Linked DNA regions of Mus musculus: all the other regions are linked to region 1. Evidence: chromatin contacts called from public Hi-C and promoter capture Hi-C data. All regions are on one chromosome and are shown on one strand. The core of a region is the stretch at or near the end of the contact, and the rest is flanking DNA. Distances in the headings are between cores, read along the strand shown. Region 1 holds the start of Rpl37a (ribosomal protein L37a). Region 2 overlaps Xrcc5 (X-ray repair complementing defective repair in Chinese hamster cells 5). Region 3 has its middle 12 kb from the start of Gm39661. Region 4 overlaps Marchf4 (membrane associated ring-CH-type finger 4).

Region 1 (5,661 bases), core at 1,589-4,088:
GTGGCTCCCAAGGAGTCCAGTAGCTTTGGCATGGCTGGTCAAAGCATAACTGACAAACCTGGCAGTTAACTGTAAAGTTTCAGAAAAGGCTAGCCATAAAACTATTCCTAAATATATTAAACCCTAAATTTGTCAGGAGACCCTCATTTTTGTTATTTACCTATGTATTATCATTTATTTCCTACCAAGTACTCACACTACATTTAATTCAATCTTATTAACATTTCTATAAATATTCTAGTTTCAGTTTGCTGACAATATAGCAAACCAAGCTATGTACATAATTGTCTTAGCAACATTTTTATTTCTGAAAGACTAAAATCTTAAGCCAGATGTATCTACACTTGTAAGGAGAACCAGGCACTCAAGGCCAGCCAGGGTCACACAGTATGTCTCAAAACAAGCATCTTTCGAAAATAAAAAATAGAACACACACCAAATGTTTTAATTAACCACAAACAAGGCAAAAAAAAAAAAGTTACGTAAATAACCCGTTTATTGCAGGCTAGGCAAGTCTCAGACAGCAGGGCTTCTACTGGTCTTTCAGTTCCTTCAGTCTTCTGATGGCAGACTTCACTGTGACTGCAGAGGTGGTGCTGTGAAGAAAAACCATTTCCAACATAACTGTGAATGTTAACATAGAACACCTGAGTGTATCTGTCCCATTGTTCCCCTATAGTCCTGAAATTTCTTAATTTTCTCATGGAAAGAATGATAGCATCCTTCGCCAACACCAACCATGCTGCAGTGAACCTTACCTAACAAGACCAGTGCTGATGTCACACTGGCATGGTGGCACCCTTCAAAAGCCAAGACTTGGGGCACTCTCACTATTCTAAGGTGCTTGAGCATCTGATTTCTTCAATATTGAAAAAGAGACAGACCCAGACTCCACGAGATCTTAAGGTGCTCTCCTCTGTAGACAGGATAGAGGAGGCCTATGATAAGTTTTAAGCCTACACCCCCAAACCAAACAGCCAGACCACACACTGTGTATGAATAGTCAGTCACCTATCAGGACAGAGCACTTGCTACCACTACTCCTTGTGCACTCAAGCTGCTCTTAAACACACTCAGACTGTTTTTTCAATACCAAGGCGTCAAGAAAAACTGCAACCCACATGTTCACCTCCTCAGCAACTAGCCACACTCAGAGGGCCATGCTGGAAGTATAAAAACACCACACCACTTGGATACCAGACTTCTGGCCAGCAAACTCAGGGGTGGAGGGGCAGCTGTTGGTTTGAGATGCTAAAGCTCTTAAGAACAAAGCAAACAATGACAGGAGGCTTCATTTCAACAACATCTGGCTCTGTCAAGGTCATAGCACTAAATATGCCCAAACAGCCTCCAATGTTCTATACAATCCCGAGTCAATTAACCTCAAACCATTTTATAGAAATAACTTGTAGTGTTAAGTCAAGTCCAGCACAAACACCAATGGACTTAGATCAACTGTAATTTTCCAAAGAGCATGGTGACTGTACAATTCAAAAGGAATATGAGAATCAAAGTCTGAACTTCTTCTTTTTTTTTTTTTCCCCCGAGACAGGGTTTCTCTGTGTAGCCCTGGCTGTCCTGGAACTCACTTTGTAGACCAGGCTGGGCTCGAACTCAGAAATCCGCCTACCTCTACCTCCCGAGTGCTGGGATTAAAGGCGTGCGCCACCACGCCCGGCTCTGAGCTTTTATCTATAACCATAACTTTGTTTTTGAGACAGGGTTTCACTGTATAGCCCTGACCAAAAACTATTAACTTTTAAACCCAAACTCATGATTTGCTTTAAACTAAAACAAATCCGATATGCACCAGACCTGGAACACGGGCTGTGCAGTCCATAGCCTTTCCTATACCACAGGAGAAAACACTCACTTGTAGGTCCAGGCCCCACCGGCCACTGTTTTCATGCAGGAACCACAGTGCCAGATGCCGACGGCTCGTCTCTTCATCTTGGTCTGTAAGTAGTTAAGATCTTGTTATGAAATATATATAAAAAAAAAATCCCTGAGACTTCCAGAGAGTAAACTATGGAAAAGCCAGCTTATCCATTAGCAGTTAAATTCTAGTAACCCAAGCAGAGTATTATTTACAGGCTAAACAGACCTCTTTGGGGTTGGTACAGATGCGCTGACATCGCTATCAATTTCCCAAGATCGGACTTTTTCCTCTCCAAACCATTCACCCTTAAGTTCCTCACTAGTTGCAAGTAAACAACGAATGCTCCGCAAAAAGCGAGCCCAAACCGCCTTAGCTCGGGAGCAATGGCACCCTCCTCCCTAACCCGAGGCCGACTTGCCTTGCCACAGAAGGAGCAAGTGTACTTGGCGTGCTGGCTGATTTCAATTTTCTTCACCATTTTCCGGAGGGAGGCACCATAGCGGGTCCCGTACTTGCCGACGATGCCGACCTTCTTGGTGCGTTTAGCCTGTTGACAGAGGAAAGGAACGGAGCAGAGACATTGAGCCAGTCGGTGCACGCCAACGCGCCGCTGAGCACAAACTCGGCTGAATCCTGTTTTCCCTCAAGCTCAACCATCAAGGAAGGCGCCCACAGAGCGCCAAAAGGCTCCAGATTGTGCATTAACTACCGCGCTGGGCCAAGCCCCGCCGAGCCGCCTCCGGCCGCGTACGGGGCTCCAGACGCCGGGAGAAGCCCGACAGCAGACAGGACAGGGACAGCACAGACTACCCGAGGTGGGCTGAGAGCGGGACGCCGGAGACTAAGGCAGATGACGATGGATAGCGACTTCCAAAGCGGTTACGAAGACACTCACCATGTCGCCGGAACCCAAGCCCAAGTCCGAAGAGGAAGGGACGCAATGCGCATGCGCGGTTTTAGACCGGCGAGCGGAAGTGACGCGACCTCCTCTCTCGGAAGTGAACTCGGTGTTCTGGCGGTTTATTCGCTGTCTCCACTGAGAAATGCATAGATGCGCAGAAGTGGTTCACGAGCTGGAAGCACATCCTTCTTAGCTTACACATAACCAAAGTTCTGCAGAGCAGATGCGATTTCTTGCGTTCTGCTCGCGAAGAGACGGGTTTTAGGTGGCTTGCCTTTAAGTGTTTAAAGCGCGACGTTTGTGACTGAGGCGCATTGCCTTCCCACTATATTATACTTCGGAAAATCGCCAGGCCGGGTGCTAGATGCTGGCCATAGTAAACGCCTAGGATCCGCTCCCAGGCCGAGTTACAGTTCGGCTGGGAGACAGTCATATTCGTCACGATTAAGAGTTACGAAATGGGCTGGAGAGATGGCTCAGCGATTAAGAGCGCAGACTGCTCTTCTGAAGGTCCTGAGTTCAAATCCCAGCAACCACATGGTGGCTCACAACCATCCATAATGAGATCTGATGCCCTCTTCTGGAGTGTCTGAAGACAGCTGCAGTGTACTTACATATAATAAATAAATAAATCTAAAAAAAAAAAAAAAAAGAGTTACGAAATGTTGCTGATCAGAGTTCTGGGGATAATGTAAGGAATAGAGGCTACTTGAACCCAAGACCCTAAAGTGGTGGTTCTCTTTCTTTCTTTTTTTGGGGGGGAGGGGAGGGAGGTTTGGAGACAGGGTTTCTCTGTGTAGCCCTGGCTGTCCTGGAACTCACTCTGTAGACCAGGCTGGCCTCGAACTCAGAAATCCGCCTGCCTCTGCCTCCCAAGTGCTGGGATTAAAGGCGTGTGCCACCACGCCTGGCTCTGAAATTTTTAAACACTTCTCTCTCCTAAGATTTTCTTAAACTTTAAGATTTCCAGTGGGAAATGATGTTAGTGTTTGATTTTAAAGAAGTCTGTCTTGGGGCTAGAAAGAGGGCTCATTGACTCTGCTTTCCACCCACATGGTGGCTCAAAAGTGCGTGTAACTCTACTTTTAGGAGACTCCTTGTGACCTCACGTGGTCCACAGATATGTGTACAAGAAAAATATCTATACATAGAAAATAAATAAATATTCGGAAAGATTTGTCTTTTTTTTTTTTTTAAAAAAAGAACTGATTCTCTTTGTAATGTGAAAGTTTGTGAAACTCTTAATTCTTAAGTATTTTTGTACATTATTTATTTAATTTTTCCTCTATTTGTTTTGTTTTCCTCTTGGAACATGTAATTTGGGGCTAGCATTTATGAGTCTACCATAATTTGAGATTGTGTTTATTTATTTATGTGTTTATTTGTATTGGGATTGAACCTAGGGCTTCATACATACTACCCAAGTTACTATAATTGAACTGTATACCCAGCCTTTTCTTATTTTTTATTCTGATACAAGGTCTCATTAAGTTGTCCAACTTTGAACTCCCTTTACAATTCAGGTAGTCCTTTATCTTGCCATGCCAGCTTTTTGAGTAGCTAAATACAGGCCCAGGATGGTTACATTGCTCTTTTTAGTGACTTTTAGTCTTTTTGACTCTAATTCATTGTAAGAAAGACATCTTACACAGCGACCCACTTCATACAAATCTAGTAAAATCAAGAATCCCATAAAACAGTATATGCCATTATGTGTGTTATACTCCAGTTTCTAGCATATTGTAGCATATTCTCTCTTTGCTAGCTTATTAAAAACATGCCAGTTGCTATATACTTCATAAATGGTTCTCAGCCATGGAGATCTTGTTTACCCTCTCCTTCCCAGGACACAGCAATATCTGCAGACATTTGATAAGGGTGGCGTTATCCTCTAGTGAGGAAGAGGACAATGATTTATGCATAGACAACTACACACACACATACATACACACATGTACTCAGACATCACACCTGGTCTGTGCCAAGACTGAAAAACCCTACACTGTATTATTTTTGTTTTTTAACTTGTAAAAACAAACAAACAAAAAAAGGTTTCTACAGAGTATAGTTAAGGGGTTCAAGACAGCCTAAGGGAGTTACTGGATTTAACTTGCTTTTTTATTTTTTTTTAAAAACTTCTTGGATATTTTCAAGATTATAATATAATTAAATCATTTTCCCTTTCCTTTCTTCCCTCCATACCCTTCCCTATACTCCAATTTACTCTTGTTCAAACTAATAGCATTATAACAATTTATTGCTTATTGTATTCATTTATCTCTCTCTATATATATATTCCTAAGTGTAACCTACTGATCATATATTATCTTATTTGTATGCATGTCTTTAGAGCTAACCATTTGTGGTGTGCTCTTCTCTGGGGAAGACTATCTGTCTGTTTATTCAGATATCTTGGTTGCCTTCAGTTTTGTGTGTGTGTGTGTGGGGGGGTGTTGGGTGTTGTATCTATTGGTGTTGTATTTGTTTATTTTGGTAGTCCTGTTTGTGAGAGTTTATGGGTGAATCTTGTGGCATTGCTAGGAGAAAAAGTCTCATAGCATACTTCGTGACCCTCCTCCATAATGTCCCCTGAACCTTCCCTGAGTATGGAAGTGCTTTGTAGATGAATTCATTGGGACTGGACTCCACAACTCTTTATTTTGATTGGTGGTTATATTTTTCTATAATGGTCTTTTTCTCATGAAAAGTGAAGTTTCCTTGATGAGGGGTGAGTTCTACATTTATCTCTGGGTATACGGACAAATATTTAGTATATAATAAGAGATTATACTGGTTTAGTTAAATGGCAGTTGTCCATGACTTCATTAGTCCTGGATAGTTGCTTTGGTCTCTAGTACCAGGCATGGTCTCTGTCATTTTG
Region 2 (5,661 bases), core at 1,810-4,309, 330 kb after region 1:
GTCACTTAACTTTAGTCATATTATTTCAATTATAAATCTTTCTATATGTCATTTCTAAAATATGTATTTTACTTAAGAGACATACACATCTTGGCTCCCTGGAACATGCCTAGCATCCTAGCACAGGGGGATGGAGGGTAGGGGATGAGGAATGCAAGGTCAGCCTTATCTATATTGAGAGTTCTAAGCCAGTCAGGACCACTGAGACCCTGACAGTCGTCAGGGAGACCACTCAGAGGGGAAGGAAAGGAGAAATATATGCCATCATGTACCAGAGGATCTGAAAGGTCTCTAGGGAGCAAAGATCCACTTGGTATTTTGTTTCTTTCGATGAATTTCATGTTCTTTTTAAAAAAACTAATTTTACTCTTAACACAGGTCTACATGAAGAAGGACCAATCTGTCTCTGGTCTCTTTTGCTCCTCTTCCACCTTGCTCTCTTCTTTGTTATGTGATGCAGATGAAGCACAGGGCCCGTCCACACAGGCTGCTGAGAGGAACAGTCCTAGCCTTCCTTCTGTTTTCCCACCCAAGTCCTAACCTGACTCGTGGTGGGAACAGGGCACTCGTCTGGACCACCCTTAGCCTTTTCTTGGTTCTGCTTTTCCAAAATTTCATTGTTTTTAATCTGTGGCGTGTCTGTATCATCTACTTCCGAGTCTTTTATTCTAATTTCAGCCATTTTCTAATTTTCCTGTCATTCTCCATAAGCACCTGAATTAATCAAATATTTATTTATTCAGCAGATATTTCATCAGCACCTGCACAAAGACACACTCAACCACTGTGCCAACTTTAAAACACACCTTCCATTTCAAACTGGCTCACTTCTTGCTTAGAGGGAAAAAGGCCCACAAATAATCTGATAGAGGTTTATAAGTGTTTTCTGTAAGTCCCTAACAAAATGAAGAAAACTCACTTACAGCACTGGGAAACTACTGCTGTGTGTAGGGTTCTTTGTTTCTCCTGGCATTCATACACCTATCCCATCTCTATAAATCCCTCTCAGCACTCACACTCATATATACCTTTCATCAATTTTCCTAGATGAGTTAGTTTATCCCCACCTACCACACCACGACCTCCACTCCTCCCGAGAGATGACGATGACAGGCACGTTTGGTCATTTCCACTTGGCATACTGCACAATTGACCGTGAGAACGATGCTTTCCACAAGCTAGGCTTACCTGTGGGACGCTGCGTGCCCCTGCCGTCAGCTGCTGGGAGACGGGTGAGCACACTCACCTGAATGGCCTCCTCCCGGAAAGCTTTGATGCAGTCCATACTTTTCATAAAATACAGTGTTTCATTGGTATCCAAAAATTGTTCGATGTGACTTATTAACTGGAGACTCGCTAGAATATAAGATAATAGATTTATTCTCTCAGGCATGGGGATGTTTGTGAGAACATAGTACAATTCTTGGAACACAGCTGTAAGGGTGAACTCTTGGTCAAGAGTCTCGGAATCTGCATGCATACTTGCCAAGTTTCTTTAGGGAGGGAGATGATGCAAAATCCTATCTTAAAAGTAGGTATTTAAGAACTTTGGTGCAAGACATGGTGGTGAACGCCTTTAGTCCCAGTATTCAGGAGACAAAGACAGGCAGATCTATTTAAGTTTGAGGCCAGCCTGGTCTACAAAGCACGGGCAGGACAGCCAGGGCTACACAAAGGAACCCTATCTCACGAAACAAAACAGAGCAAAACCAACCAAACAAACACAGAAAGAAAAGAAAAGAAAAGAAAAGAAAAGGAAAGGAAAGGAAAGGAAAGGAAAGGAAAGGAAAGAAAAGAAGAAGAGGGGAGGGGAGGGGAGGGGAGGGGAGGGGAGGGGAGGGGAGGGGAGGGGAGGGGAGGGGAGGGGAGGGGAGGGGAGGGGAGAGGAGAGGAGAGGAGAGGAGAGGAGAGGAGAGGAGAGGAGAGGAGAGGAGAGGAGAGGCAGAGGAGAGGAGAGGCAGAGGGGAGAGGCAGAGGGGAGAGGCAGAGGGGAGAGGCGAGGCAGAGAGGCGAGGCAAGGAGAAAAAGGAAAAGGAAAAGGAAAAGGAAAAGGAAAAGGAAAAGGAAAAGGAAAAGGAAAAGGAAAAGGAAAGAGATTTGGTAAAGAGGTAGAGAAACAGTTCAGTAGTTACGAGCACGTGATGTACTGTTCTTCTAGAGGCTGAGAGTTCTGTTCCCAACACCCACATCGGGCAGCTCACAACAGTCTCTTAATCTAGATCTAGGATAGCTGATGCCCTCTTCTGGCTCCTGTGGGCACTGCAGTCACATGCATATACACTTACACAGACACATACACACACATATAATTAAAAATAGTAAATCTTTTGAATAAAGAAATTTGGTAACACTATTTGTCAAGAAATAAAATTAAATTTCTAGAATTTTAGTGCCTAGAAATTAAGTGCCTAAAATTATACCTAAGTTTTCCTTCTGCAGGTTGTAGTAGGATGGTTTGTTTTATGTTTTTATTTGCTTGTTTCATTATAAATCTTGGGGGGGGAGGGTTGGTGGTTTGGTGGTGGTGGTGATGTTTTGTTGTTGTTGTTGTTGTTGTTGTTTTAGTTTGAACAATTCAAAACTACCTTGCTTAAAATATTCATCAGAAATGAATCCTCCAGTTCCTCCCCCAACTCTGAGACTTAGGGTAAGTAACTGTCAAACAGCACCAGGCAATGAAAAGTAACGAGCTAGCACGGCCTACCCTTTACCAATCCCAGATCGCACTGGGAAAGAGCAGCCCACATTCGTCGTCAGAATGAGCGATCATTACTGTATCTGTGCCCTTCCTGGACCTGAATATTTCCCGTGCTTCTCAGCACTGCACTAGCTCTGGGTACTTAATACCCAATAGCTGCTAGCAGGCAACATATAAATGGCTTGGAAAGCAGAAGGACATTAATAATGTTATCATTTGCAAGGCAAGCTGAAACTTGTGGCTGCCTCACTAACAAAGAAAAAAGAACCCTTCAGCATGAAAACAGCAGAGGACAATGGGAACATGCCTTGGCCTCAGCAGAAGAAACCAATGGAAACGGGACATCATGCCTACGGGCACGCTCTCCCTCATTCCTGGAGCCACGCACTGCCTGGCTGCCTGACAACTTCTGGGGCAATGCTGATATACCTATGGCTGCTATTTCCCAAAATCATGACCTCATTTGAACATTCTGTTTAAAATGTATGTGAGAGTGCAATATTAAAGCAAACTGCTTTTAAGAGTCGCCGGTGAGGGCTCGCGGCCACTAACTCTATGAATCAGAGACCTGAACACTGTTCAGCCTCTTACAAAAGACCTGAATCAGTGCCATCTACTCATTTCCGGAAGACCTTAAAGCATGCAGAAAGAAAAACGAATGAAGCATTTTCTCATCTCATATAGCAATTTCTCAGGAAGGAAAAAATATCCCCAAGAACCATTCCATTTCTCCTTCCAACCCGGAGATTATGATCTCCATTATTATAAAGCATTTGACAAATTTGAGGATTAAAGAAACACTTCCCTATGCAATTTCAGAAATCTCCCCCAATGTGTCCTCTGGCAGTAAATTAATATCCACACACTATTCAAAGGAGACACAGCACGTTCCAATGGTCGTCTTAGGGAGGTAAGTAATACAACCCTGATTACCTGGCAGGAGAGAACCGTCAACAAGAAACTCAAAGCAAACAAAGCAGTTTCTCTTTTCAGCTTGCAAAAGCAAAATAACCAAATGGCTGGCGTTTCTAATACAGTTCACGACAGCTCCTTTTGCAGATGGTTTGATAAGAAGTTCACTTAGCATTATCTCTCTAGGCACAAATAAATTTCCTTCGAGGTTAAGGACACTAATCCCAAATACCCCAAGTCCTCCATTTCTTCTGAGATGAGGATGAAGTATCTTAGGAAGCTATGGCGTAACTGTTTCTCTTTGCTTAGTTTACCAGCCACTTCATCAGCTTGTCCTAGTTCATATTTATTGTGTGACTGCTGTGTACAGGATAGGATGCAGTGTTCCTTAGGATTCAATAAGTTTAAGGTAAATCCCTTCCCTCTGAGGACTAAACAGGCTCCTGGGGAATGTAATATATACACACACTAATAATAATAACAACAACAACAACAACTGGGTGTAAATAATGAAGAAGGCTATGAATGTTATGAAATCACATGAACTTTAAATTGTTGGTGATTCAGGAGGCATCACCAGTGAACATGGTTCTTAACTGAGCAATGAAAGGTAGAAGGTGGCTTTCTTCCAGCAGCTGGCTTTTCTCTCCAACAGCCCAGGCTTAGCACATAGAGTGCTCACAACACAAGGACATGAGTTCAGCTCCCCAGCAGCCCTGTAAAGAAGGATCCCAGGGCACCTTGGCTAGGCAGTCTAGCCGATTTAAATTGGTGGGTTCCAGGCTAAGTGAGAGGTGCTATCTCAGAAGTAAGGTGAAGAGTAATAGAGGGAGATACCCCAAATTGACCTCTGGCCTCTACACACACACACACACACACACACACACACACACACACAAAGAAATGGGAAGGGAGGGTAGGAGAGGGAGAGTGCCTGGAGTGACTGGGCAAGAGTAAGGGAAGAAGGAGTCAGAGTTGGCCGGGAAGCTCTGGCGCACGGAAGCATCATGAGAGTGCATATTTGTGATGAGGGTGGAGCCTGGCTCCTTTGAAAGAATAGAATTAGAAAGGGTTCAAGGCCAAGGACTTGGAAAGGACATTTAAAGACAGACAGAGGAGTGGGAGCTTGGCAGGAAGTCAAGAAGGAAGTTCGCAGGAACATATAAACCAGGACTTGGAGCATGGGAATTAACAGAAGAAGAAGGGAGAGACTCTGTGCCCACATTTTATGAAACAGCTATGAAAGGGCCAGATGGCTCAGTGGGTAAGGGCGCTTGCCACCAAGCCTGATGATCTGACTTCAGTCCCTGGAACCCACAAGAGAAACGGAGAGAATACATTTCTACAAGTTGCCCTCTACAGGAGCACCATAGTGTGCCTGTCCCTGCGCGCGCGCGGGAAAAATCTACAAAGAAATACATAAAAACACAAAGGATCAAGTGATAACAGATTATGTTGTCTAGCACGGGAGCCCATTAAACAATGAAGAGAGGAGATACTGAACTATTTCACAAAAACCGTTTCCTTACCTGCTTATCCTGAAATATGAAAGAACACACTCATACAGACTATACTCACAAACACACTCACACTCACCAGCATTAAAGAGACAGAGACACAGACCAGTTTACGGAGAAAATACCCAAACTCAAATAAAATCAGCAAATACCAAAGCTGCCTGTCCATGCACAATGGTGATGTGGTGAAGAAGTTACACGGAGAATGAAGGCGTCTCGGCGTCCCATTTACATTTGAGAACGATACTCTCGGAACCCAAGAACCTATTCGGATTTTGTCTATCAGACTGCCTTGTCCTTTCCCCCACGAGGTTGAGAAACTCAGGCAGATAAACACACCGACCTTCCAACAATCCAGTGAAGACGAAGGGCTGGGTTTTTGTCCTTTAGAAGCAGGCAGGTGCATCTGGCCCCTGATTCTGAATTCTGCCCCTTTACCCAGACAATTTTGTGGTTCACTGACTATAATGAACCATTTAACATCAGGGCATAGCTGTGGTGGATAACGCTTTACATACTGAATATTAGAAGAGA
Region 3 (5,661 bases), core at 1,012-3,511, 310 kb after region 1:
GAACTCTTAAGGTGATGCAAACAACTGCGCAGTGCTGCCTCAGGGCAGTCTCTTCTGTGAAAAGTGGGGCCAGGAGAGAGACGATAGAAGGGGGGGGCTTTAGGGAACTCAGCAAATGCTCCTTGAGTTCAAAAGGGTGGGGTGGAGGACAGCCCACCGGCAGCCCCCAAAAGACAGCACTTAAAATGGCTTCCTTTTCTAAACCAGGGAAGAGCCAATGAGGACCCGGGTGAGAACTTCACAGGAGCCTGGAGAACACAGCTGGTGGAGTTTTCTAGAGAAGAGAAAGGTTGGGGAGAAGAGTGGCTGAGGTAGGAATGGGGACAGGTGAGGCCAGGAGCAGCGATCAGTGGGTGGCTTGCTCTCAGAGAAGGGGGGAGAAGCTGGAGACCTGATAATCCTGACTGACAGTGTGCTGAAGGAGCATCTTTGCATGTGCCCTTGACAGTGGCCACTTCCCCCAAGCTTCTCGGGAGCCAGAAAGGGGTGGAGGAGATGGAGTCCAATACCCAGTGGCTAGTAGGCCATCTGACATCTCTACTTCCTCAAGGGCCACCCTGGTTTGGCCCCTCATCACTTCTTTTAGAGGCTATTACAGAGCTATTTAGAGCCTCTGCATGGCTCTCCTGCATCCATTCCCCAAGGACTGCCCCCCCCAGCCCCCACACCCCACTGCATACTATGACCTGTATAACCTTGCTGAAGTACACAACTGATCCCTTTCTCTCATCAGAACCAAGGGTCTCCAGAGATAATTGGTCTTTGTAGTGGAACTCATTTCTATTTCCCATCATGCACTTGTACCTCCAGGCCAACCACTTACCCCTCTGTGAGGCTGTCCTGACCTCTGCTGTGTCCTTTAGATCAGCAGCCTGCCCTCTCTCTTGATTAAATTCTGTACCATTAGTGTTCATCTTAAGTGCTGCCAATTCCAGAGGGCATCCCGTTATCAAGACTGAAGCCGACCCCCTTTTCAGTGTCTCTGAGGCTCTTCCCATGCCTCTTTCACGGGTTTGTGAACTTCTCACCCTACCGATCCATGAACTTCCGAGCACAGGCCATTCGTATTCTTCAAACTCTAATCTTCTTGAGAGCCCAGGAGTGTAGATACAGCAGGTGTTCAAGGCACGTTGATTAACTGGAGTTTACAGAGTGGAAGTGAGTGCGCGTAGATTCCTTCCTGTGGAACGGGGAAATCAATAGGGCCCTTCCTTCCCATCAACCTTTGCACGGGGTAAGATCCTTGCAGCCTACGTCTACCCATAGGGAGAAACACATCCTGGGTCCAGGAAAGGTGGGGACTATATGGTCTCTTTCCTCAAACAATCAAGAACTTGTGAATAAAAGCACACAAGATGAAAACAAGAACCAATGTTCGCAGAACACTTGATCACGCTTAGCAGCATGGCCTTTTCTGCTGACTCTGGATAAACAAAGTCCCCCCTCTCATCTCACACAGCAAGCACACAGACATACAGGCTTGCGCCTTATCTACAGAGACAGCCCCTCAGATTTCAGCTTGTGAACAGATACAAATACATACTTCCCAAACAAGGTCTTCTCCCTTTCCACAGAGTGTGTGTGTGCCTGTGTGTAGCAGTATTTCTTCACCTCACACATAGCATCTCCTAACATACACATCTTTTTTTCTAACTGCAGCTTTTTCTTTGCAGGCAAGATAAAGTTTCATTGGTTGCATGGTATACTCTCCCAAAGCTATGTCAACCGGTGTCTTAACACCCAATACCTTAGTAAGAATCAGGGTATCTGCTGATGAAATTAGTTAACTGGGATTACTGAAACAGATTGGGCTTTAAATCCAATGTGAATGATGTTCTAGGAAGCAAACTGTGGGTCAGGAAGGGAATACGGATGGATATGTCAGGTAAAGAGAGCACATGTATGTGCAGTACACCTGTCAGGGGGTTAACTTTGCTCTTCAGCTACCACATTTACATCCTCAATCTCTCTCTCTCTTGCTCTCTTGCTCTCTTGCTCTCTCGCTCTCTCTCCCTCTCCCTCCCCCCCCCTCTCTCTCACACACACACACACACACTTTCTCTGTGTCTCTGTGTGTGTGTCTCTCTCTCTCTGTCCTGAAACTCCAAATGCCCTCTCTGCTTCAACTCCTAATTAGAATCGGACTTCCCATCCCTCTCTGCCAGTGGGCGGATAGCAGTTTATGAGTGGTGATTAAGCCTCGATCAGGACACTAATAAAAATGGCCCATAAAAGGCATCCAACCCTGACACTGTTGGAGGATCCAGGGCTCAGGGAGCTGGGGGGTGGAGGGGTATCTTTAAACAAAGGAGCCAGGGGAAGGGATATGTCCGTGGCTGGCCCGCTGAGGTTCAAGTACTTAAAACACACACACAAAGCTCCTCCTATTGAAAGTCTTTGGTTCTTTTCCTCTTATTCTATTGCCACCAGCATTCTTGAGGGGCAGCTGCCCATTTTGTTGGAGAAAATGAATGTTTGGAAAAAATGCACAGAGCAAGTTGGGAACAGAGGTAAGTGCTGTGGCCTCTGGCTACTTCATGTGAGGCTCGGCAGAGCAGAGCACAAATGGAGTCCAGTATAGAGAATGCACAGAGAACTGGACAGACTAATAGTGGGACATGCTGCTGGGTGCTCCCTCTGTATCAAATATTTCATGTCATTCACCTTCATTTTCCCCTGCAATCTTGGATGTTAGGTTAACATAAATCCTGTCTGACAGTTACAGAAACGGGGGTTATCAAATGGTTGAGTGATTCATCCGAGGTCAAACAGCCAGGATGGAGCGAGCAGAGGGTGAAAACAGCTTACACTTGCTTCAAGGTCCTACAGGTGTAAGGACTGGGAACTGTAGCTTGCTCGCAGAACCCCAGCATGACACGAAGCATCTCAGGGCAAAAGACAAGAGTGTGCATGGCTATGACCTTGTCTCCATCCTTATTCTTCTAAAGCCACCAGGACCCAGTCATGGGGTGTCCGTTTTGGCGGACAGTAAGAAGCAGGCATGTAGGAAGAAGAGAAGTCGTGGTATTATCATCAAGTGGCTTTGAAACCTTGTATTCTGGAACTGAAGCCCCATGTCTGTCCTCACTGCTCTTCCAACCACCGTTACTGCGGAGGACAGGCTTCCCCCACACCACTGGTGGTCGGAGGAAGGGCTGCTCTGCCTCCTGAAAGCACTCAAACTGTGGTAGCAGGAGTCAGGCGGAGAGAGGGACCGAGTATGCCCTTCCCAATCCCTTCTGGAGTCCTGTGCCTCACAACAGATGGTGGGAAGCGCTCCAGCTCCTTCCAGTAGACTCTCTGGCAAATGTGTAGTGTGTGAGGAAAGACAGGTGGAGCAGGAAGGCTGGGAGGGCCTGGAGTTGCTGTTGCTGGCTGATTCCCTGGGAAGTGTTACTTCAATGAACAAAGCTTAAGCCACAAACAAACCTACCCGTCACTGTATGCGCAGAAAAGCTGAGGTCAGACGGCTAGACAACTTCTGAGATCCACAGTCCAGGATGTGCTTCACCTGAAGCCCACGCTGAAAGTGCAGTGAGCTAAGAGGTGAACTGGATATAAGGAGTGGCCCTCAGAAATGGGCTCCCTGTGAATGGATGAGGTCGGCCCCTTCACCTCCTCCCCTCTGCCTGCCCTTCGGCCTCCAGTCACAGGTGACACAAAAAGGCCCTTGCCAGAGGTAGGCTCCTCTGCTGTGGATTTTCTACCACCAGAACTGTAAGAAAGAAATCTGTTCTTCAGAAACAACTCAATCTCAGGCATTCCTGACAGCAACACAAAATTGACTTAAGACGAGTAGCCGAGTCAGCGCTGGTACCCAGGCATCCTCTCCTGCTCTCACGGCTCCCTGGACTGACTCAACTAGAGTGGCTTAAGTAATGCGGCCTTCCCGCTTTCCCAGTGCCTCTTACTGCTGAACTAGACACATGACAAGCTTCTACCCAAAGAGGTCGGCTGAACAGGTTTTGTTGTTTGGCTTTATCTCACCTTTTCTGCTTTACCGAGGAGGAGGAGGAAGAGGAGGAGGAGATGACAACAAGCAAACAGAGAGATGGGGTGGGAAGGACAAGAGAACCTCAGAGTTTTCACTCAGACCATTGCTCAGGGTCATGTGTGTCATATGTCTCCTGGCAGCCACCTAAGCCAGACTTCCTGCAATGAGGGGAAATTGGGCCTTATTTGCTTAAGGCAGGGCTAGCTGGCAGTCTTATTATCTACAAAGTACTCATGACTGATCTGTCTACAAAGGTAACATCTGTGCCAGGACCCCAGCAAGCTGAGCATTCCTTTCCCTCTCAGAACAAACTCTGCTCCTGTCAGATTTGCAACATTTCTAACATTTTAAAAGCTGGGGTGCAGGCTGGTGAGATGCCTTGGTGGGTAAAGGGATTTAATGCTAAACCCGGTGACTTGATTCTGATCTCTCAGACCCACACAGTGGATGAGAACTCCCTCAGGTTGTTCTCTAGCCTCCATCCACGGCACATGCAGAGAGAAGGGTGGGATGCTATAAATGTAAACAATTGTTTTAAATTGGGATGCAAAATAACATGGCCACCAGCTTTTTCCCGCTTAACATCCTGAATGGAATTTTGGATCTGGATAATACTATATTTAAAAACATCCTTTGGAGTGGGCTGTTGGATCTGTCAAAATTTTGGTTTTTCCAAAGGTCATACTGTCCTTCTCATCACTTCATGGTGGCCAGATCCAATGGAGATAGAGATAGGAAGAGTGGCCAGCGTCCCAGGCTACCTTAAACCAACACAAGCCCTGGGAACCCTCCGCTACTAAAGAACAAGGCCCCTTTGAAATGGAAATACGTCATTTGTACCAAAATGTATTTATGCTGGTTGAGTAAGTTACTTTCAAACTGTCTTTGGAGCATGTGGCACATCCGTTGGCTTATCTGCCTGCTGTGGTCTCTTAACTTCTGAGAGTACTCGTGACGGATGAAGTGTAAGAAGTCACCACTGGCCAATGGCCGGGAAGCCTGATGAGAAGCCTGTCACGGCCTGCTTGAAAGGAAACCGCGGGTGGCTGGGGTTACGCGGAAGAACATCCAGAATTCAAGTTTTGAGTCTCATACCTTCCATCAGCTTTGGGTGACCTAAAAGGGACATCCCCTTAGCCCCCACTGACCCCCACAGCCCTCAGACACATGAAGGATACTGTCTCAGCTAATGTGACCCTAGATCCATCAGTGGCCTAGCGTTCCTCCTCACTTTTTCTTTGGCCCAGGACTGATGCTGACCTCTAGAGTAGAGTCCGTTCTCTCCCTAGGGTGGTGCAACCACCATTCATCTTCTCGGGCCAGGACTGCGGCACAGGCTACAGGGGCTCGGTGCTGACCGAGACGGTTCTTGGCTGTTGCTGAAGCTGCAGAAATGGGGGCACAGATTCAGAAGCCCCTGGGCTCTTTTCGCACTCCCCAGGTGAGGCTGGGCTCTACCATTTGGCTTTAAAAATGTCCCATGAAGGCTTTCTGCATCCACTCCCAATCCCCTCTGTCAACACAAATTAACAAAAAGCCAAAGTTTTCGACCTTTTATTCTTACTAGGGTAGATAGATAAAATTTCATGCCTATATCATATGCATGGGCCAGGGCAAGTCTGTTTCTAGCCAGAGTGTAGACATTACCAGAGAAGGAACAGAAAATC
Region 4 (5,661 bases), core at 804-3,303, 280 kb after region 1:
GTCCCTCCACGTAATCACTAGAGTTCTTATTAATAGAATATCAAAGAAAAATGTGATGACAGATTAATAAATGTGATGACAGAAGAAAGAGGGTGGGATGATGTGAGAAAGAGGGAAAGACAATGGCCATTTCTAGAAGTTGAAAAAGGTAAGGAAATATTCTCCCTCCAAGGCTTCTGGGGGTATAGGCCCCAGTGATGTTTGCACTTTGGCCTGGTAAGACCGACCCCAGAACTGTAAGAGAGCATATTTGTACCACTGTGGGCTACCTGTTACCCTCCGGACAGTTATTATAGCAGCCATAGTGAATTAATAGTCACCATCACCATGCAGCTCCACACGCCAGCCCTGGGACCATCGATGTCTCTGCAAATGATCCTCACCATCCAGCTGTGGCATCAGAACCTTCAGAGCTTCCAGATGCTTCTTGTGCCCACAGCTCACTTGTCAGCCAGACTGTCAGCAATACCCACAGCATACATCCTGACTCCAAGACATCTCACGCACGGCACTGCCCTGTCCCCAGCACCACAGTTTCCAGCTTCAATTACCGCTTCCCTTCCTGCTTCATTTTAGAATAATTCTATACGTGACCCTTCTGGAGCACCAGCGAATTTTCTTAGAGAGAAAATCTTTCAATGCCATTCCTCCTTCCAAATCTACTCGGTTGCCTCTCATTACCCTGGATACAATGCAAGACACGATCATAACGGGGGCTCCGGCCACCTTCTCCTCCGCTTGCCACATCCACGGGCTTGCGCTGCGGTAGGCACGCCAACCTCAGTTTCAACCTTGGTCATCGCATTCCTGCCTCCTGGCTTGTGCACTTGCGTTTCCCACCAGAGATGAGTGCCCTCTCCAGATCTTTGCACACAACTCTCCTTCTCATTTAAGTCTCAACTTAAACTTGCCAATTCCTCTGAAACTTGCTTCTTTCTTCCCTCTTGCCAAAACAAGACCCCAGTTGCCTGCAGCTAAGGGCTATTTAATCCTATTTCATCTTCCTCCTAGCATGTGCCCACACAGGAAGAGAGTCTGGTGGATTCATTTGTACATTTTGTATATGCCTCTTAACTTAAACATAAGCTCTCTAAGGAAAGGACTTCCCATCTCAGGCACTGCCCCATCCTAAGTGCTTTGCACACAGTAGGCCTAAAATTGATATCCATTTGCCTTGTTGCCAGACATGGTTTGTTTCCAATGGCTCCCAATGGATTTGGCCAATATAACTGCAAGGATGTTCAGACGGCCACGGGGATCCGTATTTCAGTAGCATTGGCTGTGCAAAGAGCTAGAGCGGAGTTTCAGTTCCCATTCAGCAGGACCACGATGACCACAGGATTTCATGGCTGTTGCCCTTTAAAAGCACATGATTCATTCAACACCTGGTAAGCACAGGGCATCATGAATATGTAATACAGGGAAGGAAAAAATATTTTTATTATGATGTCATTGAAGAATTTGAATTGTGCCAAGCCAAGAAGGGGGCAGGATGGAGCGGAAGCAGGCGAAGGCAGTTCATGCAAAGCCCAGCTATTTTGTGACCTTCTCCCTTCTGGTGACTCATGGAGTCTGGGAATCTAGTGGTGCTCTGGAGTCATGTGGCTCAGAGCTGGAAGGCAGATTTAGAATAAAAGCAACACAGAGAGACCCCAGCTTCTCCAGTGCCCGTGTCTGTGTAAGTTAAGGATGCAGTGGCATTCTCTCCCCCAGTTGTTGCTTTCTTTGCTTAGCCTTTGTCTTCTTCTCTTCCTGGCAGGCCTCATCATCCACGAAGGGCCCTCGGTATATCGCATCTTTAAACGCTGGCAGGCTGTAAACCAGCAGTGGAAAGTGCTGAACTATGACAAGACAAAAGACTTAGAGGATCAAAAATCAGGAGGCAGGACAAACCTACAGACTTCCTCATCTGCCCAAGCCAACCTACCCTCTGCGGAAGAGGAGGCAGCCAGCCCGCCTGCCCGTGAAGAGGGCCCCACCAGGGCCGCCAGCCACCCCTCAGGCCCTGTGTCCCAACACCACTGTGCTTACACCATCCTACACATCCTGAGTCACTTGAGACCTCATGACCAGCGGAGCACCCAGGGCAGCGGCCGAGAGCTTGTCATGAGAGTCACCACAGTGTGAAAGGAGGCCTGGGAGGCAGGTTGAGACCACATACACACCACAAGAGTCTGGGCCAGGAGGGGCCCAGGGATCAGGAATGGTGGGCCTCAAGGGGAGCTATGGGGGAGACCGCCTGAGGGAGAGCCCTTACGATTCCCAGTCCATTGGTTCCACAGCAAGGGAAAACCAACACAAACTTCACAACAATGGGTGGGACAAATGGAATCTGCCCTAAGAAAACAACCCCTCCCAGAGAACCACAAGTAGCAAGACACCCAGAAAAGGGTGGGCAGAAAATGGTGGCTGGTACCTGGGGTACCTGCTGTGCCTGGGGGTCTAAGGGCAGCAAAGAGAGAAAACAAAGGGCCACCTGGGTGCTGCTGCTTCCTAGCACTGAGTAACTGAGAGACAAGAGAGAGAGAGAGAGAGAGAGAGAGAGAGAGAGAGAGAGAGAGAGACCTTGTGAGCTGGTGGTCCTAATGTTTGCTGAAGGCCTCTACACTCTGTAAAATTCCAGTGACTCAAATGGCTTTAGGGATCCCCTGGAGACGGTTCAGGAAGGGAGTTGTTGGTATGCCAGGCCAGAGAAATGGGGTTGGGTCCCCCAGGAAGAACTTTCCTAGCTGTAACATGAACTCAAAGAAGGCTGAGGTTTAGACATGGAGATCTTTTTGTTTCCTTGTTTACCTTACGGTGATTTGGCTCAAAGATGTTTACAGGATGTGGGGGACTCATGTACATACATGTGCATGTGGAGAGACGTGAAGACTTCTCATGAGTGGCTCAAGCACACTTCCGCTGCTGTGGCGTCAGCCTTCAAAGCTGTCAGGCCAGGGATGATTTTCCTCATTACTGAGCCCCGTCTATAACCAGGATAATGCAGTGCCATGTCCTTTTCGCATTGGCATTCTCACAGGCAGGCCCGCAAGCACACACGCATATGTATGCACGCATGCACGCATGCGTGTGCGAGCAAATGCCTGTGAACACACACACAAAGACACAGAGAGAAACACACACGCATTCACGTGCTTGAGCGCGCACACACACACACACACACACACACACACACACACATACACACACACACACACAGACACACACACACACACATCTGGGTCTGCTGCAGTGTGGGGTGACACTGGCCTGTGTATCTCAAGGAAGGCGTGAACACCTAACTAAGTATTCCTAGCTGCTTGGTACTGGTCCCCTCCCTAAAGAGGCAGTTTGCCTTGTGATCTGGGCTATGTGCTCTGGGCTATGTGCTCCTGGTCCTTCTGGTGCAGCCAGGCACACCAAGGAGGCAGTCAGGGAGCACTGTCGTAGGAGCCCACCAGTGTGTTCCAGGACCCTGCCAGGGAAGGCCACTGGGTGGTCACCTGCAGAGTTTCTTACTGTCATTGCACAATGGACATGCCATCCTTGGGTATTAAATGGACACTGTCAAGTACTTTTTTAAACTAGTTTTTAGGGTTTTTTTTTAAAAAAAAAACTCTCTGTTGTTTGTAATATTCTCTTAAAAGCTTGGAAATAAAATTTCTTTCCCTAGCACTCATGTCTCTTTCCCGGGTTTCCTTCCTTGCTTGCTCTTTTTCCTCCAGTGAGAGCCACTTTTCTTTCTCTGTTTTCTATGCTTCCTTAGCAAGAGTTCATCGTGTCATTATTTCATCTTTGAGAGTACAGCTGCTAGGGCAGACAGGTATGCTGCCCTCAACATGCATCCATGTGTGTATGGATACATAGGTACACATGATGCATGTATGTACATGGTATGTGTGTGTATGTGACCGCATCAAAACAATGAGATTCTTGGCTTTTTTTTTTTTTTTTTTTTTTTTTTTTTGGCTTCTTAACAAATGGATTCCACCAGGTCAAAGCAGGAACTACTCTCAACCCCTTCCCAGGATACAGCCCAAGGCTCCTACAAGTATTAATGCTAGCAGGATCTCTCGTGAGCTCCACCCATTGGGTCCATTTCAAAGATGCTAGAATGATCTCTCATGAGCTCCACCCATTTCAAAGAATTGAGAGAATCTGAGATGGGAGGTGCAGGTCCAGGTTCCTTGAATACTTTCCTTTGAGGATCGGAGAACAGCATTCAAATTAGGCGTCCCAGAGAAAGCTTGGGCAGAGGTCAAGTACCAAAGATTGCTCCTCCCTTCACCCTGACCGGTCCCTCCCTCTTTATGATTGATGGACAGTCAGGCAGTATCATAGGTGGGACGTACATGGTGAATCATTAGTAATTGTAGTTGGATGAGTAGTCACTAGTAGGAAGCCCCTAGCTGGGGGAGTACTTTACAAAGATTACTTCCCAAAAAATCTTAAAATCCAGAGGCTTAGAAAACACACTGAACAATTTAAAACTAAACGAAACCCACAACTACAAATAAGCTGTCTTGATAAGGGATGGAGGGGCTGCATCTCGGTTGGTAGGGTGCTCGCCTAGATGCCCAAATCCTGGGTTCAATACCCAGCACTGCATCAAGCAAGCACCACATGCTTGCATTCCCAGCACCCAGGAGAGAGAGGTATGAGGACTGGGAGGTCAAACTACATAGCGAGTTCAAGGCCCGCTTGGGATACATAGGACATTAAACAGAACAAACAAAAATTAAAAACAAATAGAATAAGGGTGTGAGTTCTCAATGTGGTCCAGAACAGGTCATTTACCTGAAACACTCATGGGAACTCTTTGTTATGTGGATTGTCTTCTTCCAAGATAGTGTTCAAATATAGCGGACTCTGCACATCATCAGAGCTATGGTGACGACCATGCTCTTTCTCTGGTGATTCACAGGTCACTTTAGTATCTATTGATTATGGAGGGACTTAAGAATCATCATTCTGAGTGCGTTGTACTGAGAAGATGCAAAAGATGAGACATTCTCACAGAAGGCTGGACTTTATGGTGTCTTGGTGCTACAAGCCTTGACTTATCCTGTTGATTGCTGTATACTCAGAGCCTACAGCGGGGACTGGCACATGGTGATGTTTAGTAGATTCTTCTGACTGCATAAGACACTGCTGGGGTAGGTGCAGGTACTCACTCCTTCAATACCTGGGTGACATGCTCCGTCTTCTTTCAACAGATAGTCTGCCTTCCAGGACAGTCACCAGGTAGAAAGGAAAGGTCAGATTTGACATTGCCCAAAAGGATGGTAAATTTCTTGTGCCTCAGAGTGTGGAACTTATAGATGCCATGAATAAGATAAGATGCCACCTAACAGCATCTGAAGTTCTTACCATACACAAGGCGACAAATTAAATGTTTGATATACATCAATCAGTATTACAACAACCGGATCAAGTAGATGTCATCGTTATCCTCATTTTACAATTGTGGGCACTGTGGCACAGAGAAGTAACCTGCCCAAAGCCACCAGCTGGTATTCCCACCTAGGGAGTCTGGCTAAACTGTAACTACTCCATTGTGCTTCCTCCAGACAGCCAGGAGCACCTTAAGAGAAACCTGTACCTTGTGGATGCCAAGAGCCCACCATGGTAGACATCTGTGAGGGAAAATTTGCAGGTTGTGGAACTTGAAGCTGAATA

What was found. Promoter capture Hi-C pulls out the DNA fragments that hold promoters and counts their contacts. Hi-C and Micro-C count contacts between places; a contact is called where the count stands out from the background.
Region 2: a promoter capture Hi-C map of embryonic stem cells shows a contact between it and region 1, with 3 times the contacts expected there. The contact joins the enhancer-like site here to the promoter of Rpl37a in region 1. A contact is called at or near these places in 16 of 39 promoter capture datasets (the 3T3-L1 cell line, the C10 cell line, the HPC-7 cell line and 9 more), 1 of 15 datasets of contacts at CTCF or cohesin (pro-B cells), 5 of 484 Hi-C or Micro-C datasets (embryonic stem cells, myocytes and nephron progenitors), 10 of 115 datasets of contacts at active chromatin or transcription factors (astrocytes, embryonic stem cells, epiblast stem cells and 3 more) and 1 of 9 other capture datasets (embryonic stem cells).
Region 3: a contact with region 1 is called in a Hi-C map of nephron progenitors, with 4 times the contacts expected there. The contact joins the enhancer-like site here to the promoter of Rpl37a in region 1. A contact is called at or near these places in 4 of 39 promoter capture datasets (the C10 cell line, embryonic stem cells and trophoblast stem cells), 3 of 484 Hi-C or Micro-C datasets (embryonic stem cells and nephron progenitors) and 4 of 115 datasets of contacts at active chromatin or transcription factors (embryonic stem cells, extraembryonic endoderm stem cells and large pre-B cells).
Region 4: a promoter capture Hi-C map of pre-B cells shows a contact between it and region 1, with 2.0 times the contacts expected there. The contact joins the enhancer-like site here to the promoter of Rpl37a in region 1. A contact is called at or near these places in 8 of 39 promoter capture datasets (the 3T3-L1 cell line, the C10 cell line, embryonic stem cells and 2 more), 1 of 484 Hi-C or Micro-C datasets (olfactory sensory neurons) and 5 of 115 datasets of contacts at active chromatin or transcription factors (the NIH/3T3 cell line, embryonic stem cells, large pre-B cells and 1 more).

What each region holds. Positions count from the first base shown.
Region 1 is chr1:72,708,437-72,714,097 of GRCm38.p6, reverse strand. It overlaps Rpl37a (ribosomal protein L37a), which reads right to left and starts at 2,838. Exons shown (of 4, transcript NM_009084.4): 1 at 2,775-2,838; 2 at 2,298-2,426; 3 at 1,874-1,956; 4 at 285-596. The coding sequence starts at 2,777. The coding sequence ends at 533.
Region 2 is chr1:72,377,314-72,382,974 of GRCm38.p6, reverse strand. It overlaps Xrcc5 (X-ray repair complementing defective repair in Chinese hamster cells 5), which reads right to left. Exons shown (of 21, transcript NM_009533.2): 17 at 1,247-1,356. Among named protein-coding and RNA genes, the nearest start is that of Gm39661, 33 kb to the left of the region's middle. Within about 2 kb of position 3,059, at least 20 of the 459 cell types and tissues checked have an H3K27ac peak or open chromatin away from gene starts, as enhancers often do. A contact at or near this core is called in astrocytes, embryonic stem cells and stem cell-derived neural progenitor cells, where this site is marked.
Region 3 is chr1:72,398,436-72,404,096 of GRCm38.p6, reverse strand. No RefSeq gene overlaps it. Among named protein-coding and RNA genes, the nearest start is that of Gm39661, 12 kb to the left of the region's middle. Within about 2 kb of position 2,261, at least 17 of the 459 cell types and tissues checked have an H3K27ac peak or open chromatin away from gene starts, as enhancers often do. A contact at or near this core is called in nephron progenitors, where this site is marked.
Region 4 is chr1:72,425,108-72,430,768 of GRCm38.p6, reverse strand. It overlaps Marchf4 (membrane associated ring-CH-type finger 4), which reads left to right. Exons shown (of 4, transcript NM_001045533.2): 4 at 1,760-3,657. The coding sequence ends at 2,127. Among named protein-coding and RNA genes, the nearest start is that of Gm39661, 15 kb to the right of the region's middle. Within about 2 kb of position 2,053, at least 103 of the 459 cell types and tissues checked have an H3K27ac peak or open chromatin away from gene starts, as enhancers often do. A contact at or near this core is called in the NIH/3T3 cell line, pancreatic cancer cells and pre-B cells, where this site is marked.